Linked DNA regions of Mus musculus: region 2 is linked to region 1. Evidence: chromatin contacts called from public Hi-C data. All regions are on one chromosome and are shown on one strand. The core of a region is the stretch at or near the end of the contact, and the rest is flanking DNA. Distances in the headings are between cores, read along the strand shown.

Evidence for each region. A called contact is a pair of places that touch in the nucleus more often than the background predicts.
Region 2: a Hi-C map of cortical neurons shows a contact between it and region 1. The contact joins two enhancer-like sites.

What each region holds. Positions count from the first base shown.
Region 1 is chr1:167,940,858-167,943,675 of GRCm38.p6, forward strand. No RefSeq gene overlaps it. Among named protein-coding and RNA genes, the nearest start is that of Lmx1a, 250 kb to the left of the region's middle. Within about 2 kb of position 1,269, at least 21 of the 459 cell types and tissues checked have an H3K27ac peak or open chromatin away from gene starts, as enhancers often do. A contact at or near this core is called in cortical neurons, where this site is marked.
Region 2 is chr1:169,518,320-169,521,101 of GRCm38.p6, forward strand. The region is part of intron 6 of Nuf2 (NUF2, NDC80 kinetochore complex component); the gene reads right to left. Among named protein-coding and RNA genes, the nearest start is that of Nuf2, 12 kb to the right of the region's middle. Within about 2 kb of position 1,287, at least 22 of the 459 cell types and tissues checked have an H3K27ac peak or open chromatin away from gene starts, as enhancers often do. A contact at or near this core is called in cortical neurons, where this site is marked.

The DNA of each region.
Region 1 (2,818 bases), core at 19-2,518:
GACCCCGTTCTGTCCCCACCAACTTTGTTCATGAATGCCTTTTTTTGCGAAAGGTCAGTGTTCAACGAACCTAGAAACAATTCTTTGCTTTACCGGATATTTTTTACTGTTTCATTTTTAAAACATCATGGCCATCACCGTCGTCATCATCATTATTATTGTGTGTTGAACACGCAGAGGTCAGAAGACGACTTCGTGAGGTCAGTTTGGTTTTCTCTTTCCATCTTTATTTACATGGAATATAGGGCACAAACTAGGATTGGCAGGTTTGTGCTGCATGCATCTTTACCCACTGAGCAGCCTGGCCAATGTTTAATCATAACAATAAAGACAACAGCTACAGTAGCAGCAGCAAAAACAACAACAGCAACAATAGCAACATCAACAAAAATAACAACAGCAGCAGCAGCAACAACAATAACACCAACAGCAGCAGCAACAACAATAACACCAACAGCAGCAACAACAACAACAACACCAACAGTAGCAACAACAAGGACGACAACAACAAAATAACAGCAACAGCAGCAGCAGCAACAACAACAAGTGCCCCACAGCAGCAAAACCAGCCGTACCTTCAATACCAGGACAGATGGTCCTTGACTTATGATGTCTCGTGTATGAGGGCTGAACTTTACAGCATTGTAAAAGTGATGTGAATTCAGCAGAAAGCATGCTTCACATTTCAAATTTTTGATCAATTCCTTGGCTAGTGACAGGCATCATGACCCCGTCTCCAGGTTGGACAGTGTCAGTCAGCCGCAGCTCCCAGTCAGCCAGAGCATCAGCAGCATCGTGAGGAAAAACAACTGACAATGCTCAGGCAGTTGCTAAGCTGTGACATTTGGCAGTTAGGATTAAATGCACTCTGACTTCTGGCATTCTCACTATGATGTATCTATCGGCTCGGCCAGCACCTCTGAATGGTACCATCCCAACTGGTGCATTAATGCCTGTCCTTTTTCTAGCTTATCTGTCATTAGAGTCAAGGAACTTTATGTTCTAGGATACTCAGATCTGGATATTCACATACTTAAATACAGATTGCCTTGCTTTATCTAATTGACTAATTTAAATTTTTATTTTGTTTTAAAAATCACTTCCTTTGTATTTTTTTTGTAATAAGTACTTTTGTTGACTATTTCAAAATTACACAAATAGATACAATATGTTGAATACAAATAGCAAAAAGGAGTAGAATGTGACTGACACAGGGTGGTTAAGAGACATTTAAGGCTCAAGCGATTGATGCAATTTCACAAGAAATCCACTGGATGGCGCAAGAATCTCATGCAAATACGTCAGGGGTGGCTACTAGAGAATTCCATTTCTCTCACATTAAATCAAAAGTGATACAAATTGTTGTAAAAGGTGTGCATCTCCCCCACATCCTCACAAGGGATTGTATTTTTCTCCTTTTTTTTTTTGGCCTGTGTGTTGGCAAGGCACTAGTCTCCTGTATTCACGGTCAGAGCCGGCCCCTGAGTCTGTTTTCCCTAAGGTTCAATGCCAAGCCTTCAGACGTGGCCAGTTGCGCGGGGAAAATGACTGCTTTAGCTTTGGTAAAAATCTGAGGAGCAGAATTTTGAAGAATGAGAATTAAAGCTGTACTCCACACTGTGTTGAAGTTTGCCATACCAGCGTTACCGGCTCTGGGACAAACAGCACTGTCTTCTCCCCAGCGTAAAACACAGCATTAATATTAACATGGAGAAAGGGCCAAGCAAGAGAAACTGCATTGATGCTTTTATTCATTTATTTATCAGAGCAAAACTATTTTGTGTATGTGTATATGTGTTTGGTCATGTATATATGTATTCCGTGTGTGTGTGTGTGTGTGTGTGTGTGTGTGTAGGTCAGAGGTTAATGTCCAGTAGCTTCCTCAGTTACTCCCTTTGATGTCTTGTTTTGTTTGTTTTCATGGTGAATAATGTGTAGTTAAGATCAATAGCTGTTTGGAGTGTAGCTCAGTGCATGGGGCCCTGGGTTCAATCCCTAGCACCTCTAACTACAAGTCTATCTTTGGGGCTGGAAAGAAACTTCAGTGGTTACTATTGCATCCTGCTCATACAGAGGACCCAAGTTCAATCCCCAGCTATCAACCACCTGTGACCCCAGCTCCAGGAATCTAGTGCCCTCTTCTGGCCTCTGTGAGTGCCTGTGATCAATTGTGTAAACAGGTGGACACCACATAATTAAAATAAACCTTTGTTTTTTTAAGTAAAGAATTATCCGCGGGATTTAACTGGATTTCAGTGGAGCTGGAACTCCATTTAAGTGCTCCCAGATTTGTTGGCAATAGCTAGAGGACCATAATCAGGAGTCAGACGGACTTGTGCCTTCTTCTCCCCGCCAGCCTGATTGATTCTGGTTATTCCAACATAGAATTTCTTCCCAGCCTGGGGCTTATTGGCCTTGGCACCTATGACGAACAAAGTGTGTCATTGTCTTTGTCTGACATGGCTGACTTGGCAGTCAGGGGAAACTGGATGACGACATAGTGGTCGAGTTTGTTTTTCCTGGACATACTCTTGCCAAGGGCATTTGGACCACATCCAGAGTGGCCCTGCCTTGGGCTGCCAGAAAGTGGGTGACATGTACCCCTTCTCTTTTTTGTGACTGTGGACGTCTTTCTGCACCACTTTCTCGATCACGAGAGACTTTGGCTCGGAAGCTTTTGGTCTTCACTTTCATGGTTGTATTGGTCTCCACCTTAGTTTTGAGGCAGGGTCTCCCACTAAGCTTGCCAATTCCCCAACACTGCTGAGCTCGCCAGCCCCAGGGACTCCTCATGTCTGATGCCTCTGCTCTGCCCAAC
Region 2 (2,782 bases), core at 37-2,536, 1.6 Mb after region 1:
TGATGAAATCCCACAAAAAGGAGGAACAACTATTTTTTATCTGACAGGAGAGCAATGTCTCAGTCTTACAAAAGCTATAAACAGTATGGAAAACTAACAACCACAAAATTTCCCAGAAGCCCACAGTTCACTCAAGTAGCTAGGAAGTCATAATAAAATTTAAAAGCAAAGACAAGAAAATAAGACAGACACACTAAATGGAATAAAGACAAAGAATATGAGTGGGTTTCTTTTCAGGAATAAGGGAGCCAGAATATAATGCAGCAATAAATTTCCCCTTCTTGTATCAAGGGTTTTTATTACTGGTCTTCCTTGTAGATACTGTTTTCAACAATGTTAGCACACCTTACAGGCACTAGAATGCTGTTAACCTAGACTGCCATACTTAAGAGAATGAGATGTTTAACACTAAATGTGATGCAGGCATGGCAGGACACACTGGGAATCCAGTACTCAAGGTGCTGAAGCCGGAGTATTTCAGTTTCTAGGAGAGCCTGAGATACACAGTGAGAGTCTGAATATAAGAATAGCCAGAGAGATGGCTCAGAAGCTAAGAGCACTTGCTGCTCTTGCAGACGACCCGAGTTAGGTTCCCAGCACCCACGTGGTACTCCCAACCTCATGGAACTCTACCTCCAGGGATCCAACAACTTCTCCTGGCCTCCATGGGCACTATGCATACACATGGTATACAGAACACACAAAGGCCCACACTCCTATACCGACACACACACACGATAAGTAAACCTTTTTTCAAAGATTTTTTAAAAAAAAAAAAATCCAGTAGTCAAAATACAACAAGATGAAGAAAGTGGAAATAGATAAATATTGTAAGAAAGAAACAAAAAGATTAAAGGTAAATTTAAGCATATCAATAACATTTAACACAACTGAGCTAAGCACTCCAGTTAAAAGGCAGTGAGTGAGAGTGAAAGTAATAAATTCACAAAAGATTTTAAGATCTCCATTACTCATTCAATACAGCAACCAAAAAAAAATCTGAAGGAACGCTCCTAACCAACTGGTCCAAGCGTGCAGTGTGCCCTACTCGGTGACAACGTGCAAACGCATGCTGTGCAAGAGAACACATGTGAATGCACACTGGATCCAACAAGTAGAGCGGCAGGCTACGATGCTGTGTCCTCCGCAGTATGGCATGCAGGTCTACTCCAGAGAGGAGAGCATCAGAAACCACAGAGGAAGTGACAGAGGGGCAACTCAACAAAGAAGCAAGCAGCACAGCACAGGCTCCACCTCCCCAGCTCCCACATCGGGATACAGAGCCTGCCTGGATGCACAGTAACAGATGAACGAGTGCCATCTGCCTGATTTCAAGTCTCAATCTAAGGCAGGAAGGATGGTGTAAAGACAAACACCGAGATGAGTGCTCTAGGAAACTGGATATGCAGACGGAACTAAGGCAGAGCCTAGTGAATAGCAAGCCCAGAAAAACATCCAATTCGTGTAGGACATACATCTTTATTTTTCAGAAGTTTTCCATCCATAGCAAAATCTGAGTAAGGATTTGGTAGTTCCCAGTATCCCACCTGTCAGACCCTCTCTCCCAGCATCTGTGTGAGTGGCACTGTTGTTAGGAATAAGGCGTAGAGAAAATGTGCACTAACACATCATTATCTCTCTGCATGTACACACACGTGCTCGCTGCTGCTGTACTGTCTGTGGGATGTGACAACTGCAGAATGGCAGGCACATACCACCACTGTAGTAACACGGAGGGGTTACTATCCTAAAATGGTCTTGCGTTCTAGTTAATTGTTCCTCCTCTGTGAAGGCTCACAATTACTGATGTTTTCCCTCTCTTATACATCACACGATTACAGAGCCTTTTTAGATTGGCCCCTTTCCATTACAATGTGCACCTATGCTTTCTCATGGATTGATAGCTCATTTCCATTTAACACTACCTAACATTCCACTGCTGGGATGTAGTCTGTATACTGATGCACCGAAAGCCATGATGGTTTCTGAGACTTAGAAACTATGCTACATACATCGCTGTGTGTGTCTTTATGTGAACAGTTGGGGCCCCTTTGGGTAGATACAAAGGAGCCCAACTCCTGGATCATCCGGTAGGAACAGGTTTCATTTTGCTAGAAACTGCCAAAGTGGCTGCATCCCTGTGCACTGACACTAGCAAAGAACTCAGGTATCCACTGTCCCAAGTCTGAAGCAAGACTGCCTCACACTGTCATGCCTTTTTATACAAAGTGTCACAGTAAGTTCATGGGGAAAGGGTGACGTCTCAACAGGTAGTGCCACTCCCATGAAAAGGGAAAATATGAACAGTGACTCACTGCACACAATACTAAAACATTAAACAATCAAAACAAGACAATACCCCCCAAGCACTCGGACGCAAATCTCAGCCACGTAGATCTAGTGAAGTCTTAGTAAGACATACAATTTTTAAAGAAAATCAATCAAAATATTCAAAACTGAAAGATATTTTGCTCTTTAAAGATAAGTATAAAATTGAAAAGGCAAACAACAAACTAGAAGAAAATACCTGCATAATCAGCTGGTCATTTATTTAAAAAATATCTATCTAAAGTTTCAATAAACAAATAGACAAGGTGCTGGAAAGATGGCTCAGTGGTCAGAGCACCGGTCCTCCAGAGGGTCATGTTTGATTTCCAGCCCCCACAGGGCAGCTCACAACCACCTGTAATTCCAGTTCCAAGGGATCTGGATTTTGAACTCTATGGGAAATGCACATACACAGTACACAGATAAACATATAGGCAAAATATCAACACATAAA